Regions from separate parts of the Sus scrofa genome. Here region 2 is linked to region 1. Evidence: chromatin contacts called from public Hi-C data. All regions are on one chromosome and are shown on one strand. Each heading gives the region's core, a stretch centred on a gene start, on an enhancer-like site or on the middle of the called end of the contact. The rest is flanking DNA. Distances are from core to core; before and after follow the strand shown.

What was found. A called contact is a pair of places that touch in the nucleus more often than the background predicts.
Region 2: a Hi-C map of skeletal muscle shows a contact between it and region 1, with 3 times the contacts expected there. The contact joins the promoter of ASNSD1 here to the promoter of SLC40A1 in region 1. A contact is called at or near these places in 1 of 5 promoter capture datasets (fetal liver) and 6 of 47 Hi-C or Micro-C datasets (embryonic fibroblasts, heart right ventricle, liver and 2 more).

The regions. Positions count from the first base shown.
Region 1 is chr15:94,159,016-94,163,392 of Sscrofa11.1, reverse strand. SLC40A1 (solute carrier family 40 member 1) reads left to right here and starts at 1,600. Exons shown (of 8, transcript XM_003483701.4): 1 at 1,600-1,976; 2 at 2,448-2,515. The coding sequence starts at 1,934.
Region 2 is chr15:94,259,366-94,263,639 of Sscrofa11.1, reverse strand. ASNSD1 (asparagine synthetase domain-containing protein 1) reads right to left here and starts at 1,730. Exons shown (of 6, transcript XM_003133541.6): 1 at 1,371-1,730.

The DNA of each region.
Region 1 (4,377 bases), core at 351-2,850:
TGTGCAAAGTATCATTATCTTTTGCGCCTTGCTTGAGGACATATCAACAAAATTCATCTCCAGTTAAGAGATACCATAATGTGGAGGGGATTAATTTGCCAGTTCCCTCCTTCTGTAGGTGCCTCATATGAGGGTGCCTTGGTTTACGTCTCAAGGACTTGTGGACACACGACCCTATTCTCTAATTTTAGAGGACAGACCACAACCTCTCTAGGACTGAAGAGAAAGGACGTGAAAATGTGAAAGAAAGGAAAAAAGAGGGCTTGAGAAGGATAAAAGTTAACAGCAGTAGCTAAAGTGTAAATCCTCTATCTCTGACCTCCAGACCACATCCCAACCGAATCCAGCTGCACCCCGCCCGTCGACCTCTGGGGCTCCTGATCGAGAGTCTAGATACAGGGCATATATTCACGTGTGTCTCCCTTCATTACTAGGTGACCGTCGGGCCTGTGTTTAGGGTGTGGAATCTAGTTGGAGTTTCAATGTGTAGGATCCAGTCCCGGAGCTTCGGTGAGATTGAGAAGGGTAAGGTAACCGGGGGGGCTAAACGAGCTACGGGGGCTTTCGCATAGAGGAGGTAGGGGTGGGGATGGAAAAGTCAGTAAAGGTTCAAGTCTGGTATTCTTTAGCGTCCTTCACCTGAACTTCCAGGACACCGAATGGATGTATCGGGACTGGGATACAACTGGGATAACCGGTATTCCTAGTAACTGCCTGCCAGTTTCTAGGCCATTTGGAGGAGAGGTGGGGAAGGAAGCGACGCGCAGGTGCGGGCGGGGGCCAGAGGGAGCTGAGGGAGAAGGAAGGATGGTGAAGGAGATGCTTGCGCCGTTTCCTCCTGGTTGTATCTCCAGGAAGGATTCAGAGACCCGAGTTCTAGGCTGGTGGCTGGGTTCCTAAGTCACTGCGGGATTTAACCCTTATAGGGTTCCATTTTCTCCTCTGAAGAGGTCTGGACCCTGATCTTTGCGCCCCTTCCTGGCCCTTAATTCTGGTTCTTTGAGGGAAGCCCCGCTACGCAGTCCTGGGAAGAAGACATTCCGCAGGCGGGCCGGAATGGGAAGGCCAGGAAAGCGGCCTCTGTGACATGGACTATGTTTATTTAGCTACTTATATTAAAAGTGATTTTCGTTTAAAAAAAAAAAAAAAGATGTCCCCCCCCCCCAAGCCGGGCCTGGAGTTTTGCACGACCACCTTTGGCGGCCGCCCTCTTCCCGAGTCGGCCAGGCAGCCTGTGCGAAGCGCAGCCCCGCAGCCCCTACCCGGGCTTGGGGCATGCATCTCCCCGCCCGCCAGGCTCCCGGTCCTGCCCTTCCCGGTCGCCTGGCCTCCCTCAGCCCCTCTCGCGGCCTCCCGGAGGAAGGAAAACCCGGCGAGTGGAGCGAACCCGGGGAAGGTCGCAGCAGGCCCGCAGCTTGTTTGCAGCCAGTCGAATGCTAGCGCCGCGGACTGGCGGCGACTCCCGAGAAGGGCGTGGAAGGCGGCTTGGCCCCGGGCCTCGCGCCGCGGGGACGCCCGGGTGGCTCTGAAAGGGAGGGGGCGGCCCAAGAGGCGGTGGCGGCGGGAGCCCCGCCCCGGCCCCGTATAAGTGCTGGGCTTGGGCCGGGCCCGCGGCGGCGGCGGCAGCGGCGGCGGCACAGGGCACCCGACGCGGTTCGGACGCCTGTTGAGCCTCCCACCCGCCTCCATAAGGCTTTGCCTTTCCAACTTCAGCTACAGTGTTAGCTAAGTTTGGAAAGAAGACCTAAAGAAGACCCCGGGGCCGTTTTCCTTTTTTTGTTTTTGCTACAGTTGTCTCGGTCTTTTTGCACAAAGCTGTTGTGTTTTCAGAGGTGCTCTCTTCAGTTCCTTGCATTCCTGCTAACAAGCATCTCCGCAAGAGCAACAGCGGCAGCGGTAGCAGCAAAAGAACGAGTGGGGGTCGCCTTGTGTCATGACCAGGGCAAGAGAGCAAAACCGCCAGGGAGGATGCTGTGGTGAGTTGAACCAATGCAGTGGAGACCCGCAGCTCCAAGCAGGTGTTGGAGGAATGTGGCTCAGCTGTTAACCGGAGTGCTTTGTAGCTCCTTTGACTCTTGTTTTGGTGGAGGTTGAGGAAGAAAGGAATTTCAAGGTATGGGGAAAGGGGCTTGTACACAGGCAAGGATGGAGTAGACTGGGCAATTTGGATTGCCTTATTAAAAATGAAATGGAGTTTAAAAATGTTGAAAACAAGAGGTTGTTTTATTGTATGTGAAGTTATGCAGTTATTTATTGATCAACAAGTCATGCTGCATTTTTAATCAACCCATCAGTGTCTAGGTGACTTAATAAAATATTCGTGATTTACTGCACAAAGTGGATTTTAATAATTATGTTTAATAAGAGCAAATGAATAAGCATTCCAACCTCAGCTCACTCAAGTGACTAACTATGCTTTTTATCTCACCCCTTGTGTGTCTTTGCAGGATCCTTAGCAAACTACCTGACCTCTGCAAAATTCCTTCTCTACCTTGGTCATTCTCTATCTACTTGGGTAAGTGAAAATCTGCAGTAGTTCTTCCAACATACTTGCACAATTTCTTATTTCCTTTCATTTGGTCCAATTGTATTAAGCCATCCTCCAGTTTTGTCATGCAGCTAAAGAAACAAATCAACCAACACACATGCTTTCACGAAAAAGTTATTTTCACCAAAGATGTTTTCCCAAAGGTGTTAGCAAATGCTATTTAATTATTGAATTGTCACACTTTGTGTAGATTGACAACTATCCAAAGACACGATTAACAAGGGCAGCATTAATGGTATTGTTTGTTAAAATGTATTTTGCATTATAAAAGGCTTAATAAATGGTAATATCTGCCACTGAGAATGAAGGGATATGTCATGGACCTTCAGTTTTTTCACATTTGAAGATATTTCTCTATTTTCTTCTTTCGTTAAAACTATAAGTTCCAGGAATTCCCACTGTGGCTCAGCTGGTAACAAACCCAACCCCTGGCCTTGCTCAGTGGGTTAAAGATCTGGCGTTGCCCTGAGCTGTAGTGTAGGTCGCAGGTGCAGCTCAGATCCTGCTTTGCTGTGGCTGTGGTGTAGGTGGACAGCTGCAGCTCTGATTCTACCCCTAGTCTGGGAACTTCCATATGCCACAGGAGTGGCCATAAAAAGCAAAGCAAACAAACAAACAAACCCTATGAGTTCCAGCATACTGCACTATGAAAATACAGTATAATAGTGCAGTGATTGGCTTAGGCTAAGAATAGCATTCTAAGAGTAATTTAAATATGATTCACCCCAAGAGCAAATATCTGAGTGATGAAAATTCTGGTCTTTAAAAATGTTATCTTCAGGTAGATAAGTGCGGGGCATCTCAGCCTATCGTAAAAGCCATTATCCAAGAAAATCAGCAACTAATTCATAATTATCCCTCTGACTTCTTATGTGGTCTTGGAAGAGTCCCAGGGTTCCTGTGAACCTTCAGCAACACCTACCAATCCAAAAGAATAATCCCAGAGGATGCTGGATTTATATTTAATTAATGCTGATTAGAATATTTTTCAATTAAATAACCAGTCTAATTGTTTACAAGCAACAAATCTGAGTATACTCTATTCATGCCTCATATATGACATTTAAAGGAACCATAGTAAAGAGAAAGACTTTTGAGAGTAAAGTTTGTGAATGTTATTTTCTTTTTAAATTGAAAACTTCTATTAGATCATCCTTAAGGCATAAATGCAAACTATTGTATGAGGAAATCTGTACCGATGCCCTTGGGAAATTATTAAACTAGGTTATCAGCTCTTTAAGAAATACTTCAAAGATGGCTTTTTAGAAGGCCAGTTTCTATCTCCCCAGAGGCTTAGACAAGGATGACTCTGCAAATGCATGTAAACAAAGTGGAACTGGCAGTTCATTTCCTATAGCTGATGATGCTAGTAGAAATCTAGTGAAACTACCCTTAATTAATCTAAATCAATAGTTCTTCCAGTTTAATTCAGTAAGTATTAAGTATTTATAAAACAGATAAGTGGTGGAGATAGTATCTGAAATTCTCACCTTGTGGTCTGGACCTATCTCCTAGGGGAAGAAGGTGCCTAACTTCCAAATACTGATTAAGTTTAAGGTTTATGTGACCTTTTGTTATTAGGTTGGCAGGTCAGATTTGCCAAAAAGGGTGGAACTGTGATTGTTCCAGGAGGATTTTTTATTGTGAAAAACATCAGAAAAGTGACAGCTGGTTACTCCAATCTTACAGTAAATTGAGCAAAAGGAGTTCTTGTGGGAAACTTGGATTAAAAAAAACAGAGCAGTTACAACCATAAAAGGTTCAGTGGGTTTTCACTTACTGGAGAGGAGTGTAAAAGAAGAGTGCTGTCTAACTCTTGGTAATTCTGC
Region 2 (4,274 bases), core at 481-2,980, 100 kb before region 1:
AGTACAACCTATCACTTTTCCTCTCTGCTTTACTCCTCTCTGTATCTCAAAAGCTAGCACAGATGCTGTCACTGTTGAACTAGGTCTCACTTTTTATTAGTAAGAGAAGGTTCAATCAGTAATGGTAGTTATTTTGTGAACAGGACTGATTACATAGTATCACTAAAGCCTCTAAAAGGAGATCCTGTATGATCTTTGCCAGACCTTAAACACCTCAGGGATATATCACACATCAGTATAAGTGGTGAGCTATGGTGATAAAGGGACATCTTTGAAGTGGGCCTTAAATGTTAACCTGATAGGACTTTGTAATGGACTTAAGGGGTGGCTCCCAGATTACTGGCACAGACAGGTGGATAGTTGGTGGTGATATTTTCTGAGGCACAGGATATCAGCAGCAGCTCTAGGGTGGGCAGTATTTCTTCCCTTGTGCAGCAGGTTAAAGATCCAGCGTTATCACTGGAGTGGCCTGGGTTGCTGCTGAAGCACAGGTTTGATCACTGGCCTGGGAACAAACTTCAACATGCCCCCAAGCTCAACAGTATGTAGAAAACCTGGAGTTCCTGTCGTGGCGCAGTGGTTAACGAATCCGACTAGAAACCATGAGGTTGTGGGTTCGATCCCTGGCCTTGCTCAGTGGGTTAAGGATCTGGTGTTGTCATGAGCTGTGATGTAAGTCAGAGGAGGCTTGGATCCCATTGCTGTGGCTGTAGTGTAGGCCGGTGTCTACAGCTCCAATTAGACCCCTAGCCTGGGAACCTCCATATGCCGCTTGTGCGGCCCTAGAAAAGGCAAAAAGACAAAAAAAAAAAAAAAAAAGAGTATATAGAAAACTCAACCATAAATCTCAAAGACATTATGCTGTGTGAGAGAAGCCAATCTTAGAATGACATATGCTATGATTTCATCTACATGATGTTCCCTAAAGGACAAAACTGTTCTGTCATCGGCAGCAGATCAGGCTGCGGCCAGAGCTTCTAGGTGGGGGAAAGCATGGCTATAAAGGGAGTCTCTTGGGGTAATGGAACAGTTCTGTATCCCAATAGTGGTAGTCAAACAAATTTATACATGTGCTAGATTTACAGAAAAGGAAAAAGGTAAATTTTATTGTATAAGGGCTTTTAAAATGACTTAAAAATTTGGGGTTTAAAAAACCCAAAAAACAAAACCACCCAACTAAACCTCCACCCTACTGCTATCTGGGACTAATCTCGGGGCAAGTTTCACGATCTCCCTTTAACTGTAGCTGTCAATGCAGCCCAGTCCGGCAAAGCCGAAATCGGACCACACGGCCACAGTGGATCTTCTCTGAGGACGAATAGCACCCTGTCCCGCGCCTGGGGGCCTTGTCACCTCGTCCCCACACTCACCTTGCGGCTTAGATCTTCCTTTTGAGGGGTCGAGTTGTCAGTGGAGACCAGCCCTGCGCCGTCCTCGTGTTGAACGCCCGGGCTAGGCATCTCCACGGAGCATCAAATACCTGGATGCGCGGCCCGGACAGCGACCCAGCAGTGCGCAGCCTACACCCCCCGAGCGTGTGCTATCCCAGCGGCTCCAGCCCCTCCCTTTCCGTCCGGTGAGTCCTACCAAAGGCTTCCACGCGCTCACTGGAACGCCTGCGCAGTCCGAGCGGGCCTTGGAGCAGTTGCGCGCGTGCGCTCAGATTATTAGCAAGCACGAGAGCAGAGCCTTGTTGTGAAACCTGAGAGGTTTCTGAACTGTCCCCCTAGCGGATAAGAAGTTGAAACACTCTCATAGCCTCGTTACGATTCGGCATCCAGTAGACTGTGAGTTACAGGCGCCTCCCAGTGGTAAATGTGAAGAATAGACGAGCATTCGAAATGCTACTTAATATTTATTATCTAGGCAAGAATATGAAGCTATACACAGATTTAAGAGATACGTTGTTGGTAATAGAACTGTACAGCCTTGATAAAGCTTTTGTTAACTTGTTACTAAGGTTAAAAGATAAATACTGGATTCACAGTTAAATATGAATTTCAGATAAATGAGTAATTTTTAATATAGGTATACTCATGCAATAGTCACAACCTTACTCCTATGAGAAAAATCATCCAAAATTGGCAAGAGATTACCAGGTTTTCTTTCATAGCTTTTCTGGCTTTGACTTTCTATTGACTGGGCTTTTTTTTTTTTAGGGGCCGCACCCACGCATATGGAGGTTCCTAGGCTGGGGGTCAGCTGGAGCAACAGCAATGCCAGATCCTAGCAGCGTCTGGGATCAACACCACAGCTCACTGGCAACCCCAGATCCCCATCCACTGAGCGAGGCCAGGGATTGAACTGCATCCTCATGGATAACAGTCATATTTGTTTCTGCTGTACCACAAGGGAACTCCTGACCAGGCTATTTTATAATTCTGCTAAGGCAGAGGTTAACTGGTAGATTTTTGTGTGACAGATAATGCAAATAATTTCTGTCTGATGGGCCAGATAACCCCACAGGTTGTGACTTATTCTGCAAGATATTAACCAGTTTGCATCTAACTCTGCAGTGTTTTTAAATTAATATATGTCTGCTTTCTCATAAACTCTTTGAATTGGTTTTAACTTCGTGTTCCCTCATTTAACAAAACTCTGATAAATGTTCATTTTATATTTGCACAAGAAACATGGCTTTCTGTTTTTGAAAATTATACTTTAATTTTGGAAATCTTAAGTTTTTACAGAGACACCCAAATGGACTCATATAATAGAACCAAACTTTATGATCAAGAAAGCATACTTCATGGGTGGTTTAAACCCAGGAATATATTAACTGTCTTACAGTTAATCCAAAGTGGTTATAGAACTAAGTTTACTGTCTGTTTTTACTTTTTACTGAATTTTTAAAACTTTGTTTTTGTTTCTGATTGATGCATGGCTAAGTTATTTCACATGGATAGCAATGATTGGGAATTTGGTTTTATGGCCTAACCATTTGGTGATACCTGCTAGGTGATGAAGATCTAATTTCTTTTAGAAATGAGATGACAAAGAATCCAGGTTTTTAGTATTTTTCTTTTTTTATATTAAAGTATAGTTGATTTTAGATGTTGTGCCAGTTTCTACTGTACAGCAAAGTGACCCAGGCATATGTATATATACATTCTTTTTCTCGTATTATCTTCCATTATGTTCTGTCCCAAGAGACTGGATATAGTTCCCTGTGCTATACAGTAGGTCCTCCTTGCTTATCTGTTATAAATGTAATAGCTTGCATCTACTAACTCCAAACTCTCCATCCATCCCACTCTCTCCCCCTCCCCCATGGCAACCACAAGTCTGTTCTCTATGTCTGTGAGTCTGTTTTGTAGATAGTCCCATTTGTGCCATATTTTGTTTATTTATTTATTTATTTATTGCTTTTTAGGGCTGCACCTGTGGCATATGGAAGTTCCCAGGAGAGGGGTCAAATTAGAGCTGCAGCTGCCAGCCTATGCCACAGCCATAGCAATGCCAGATCTGAGCTTTGTCTGCAACCCACACCACAGCTCACAGCAATGCCAGATCTGTAACCCATTGAGCAAGGCCAGGTATTGAACCTGCATCCTCATGGATACAAGTCAAATTCCTAGCCCACTGAGCCACAATGGAAACTCCCATTTGTGTCATATTTTAGATTCCATGTATAAGTTAAATCATATGGTTTTGTCTTTTTCTTTCTGACTTTGCTTAGTATGAGAATCTCTAGTTGCATTCATGCTGCTGCACATGGCATTGATTTGTTCTTTTTATGGCCGAATAGTATTCCATTGTATATATGTACCACATCTTGTTAATATATTCATCTATCTATGGGCATTTAGGTTGTTTCCATGTCTTGGCTATTGTGAATAGTGCTGCAATGAACATAGGGGTACATGTATCTTTTTAAATTATAGTTTGGTCTGGATATATGCCCAGGAGTAGGATTGCCAGATCATATGGTACCTCTATATTTGGTTTTCTGAGGTATTTCCATACTGTTTTCCATAGTGGTTGTGCCAATTTACATTCCCACCAACAGTATAGAAGGGTTCCCTTTTCTCCACATCCTCTCTAGAATTTGTTACTTATAGAGTTATTAATGATGGTCATGCTGACTGGTGTGAGGAGGTATGGTTTTTAGTATTTTTGTTTGTCCTTTATGAACTCGAATTGATTAAGAATTTTGTGCCCACTAGGAAGAACAATTATTTTGAGATCTGAACTGCAGAGTCTTTGTGTTTCTTTGTTTACTTTCAACTTGAGATTGAGGTTGTAAAACTGAAGCTGTAAGCTATGTGTCTGTG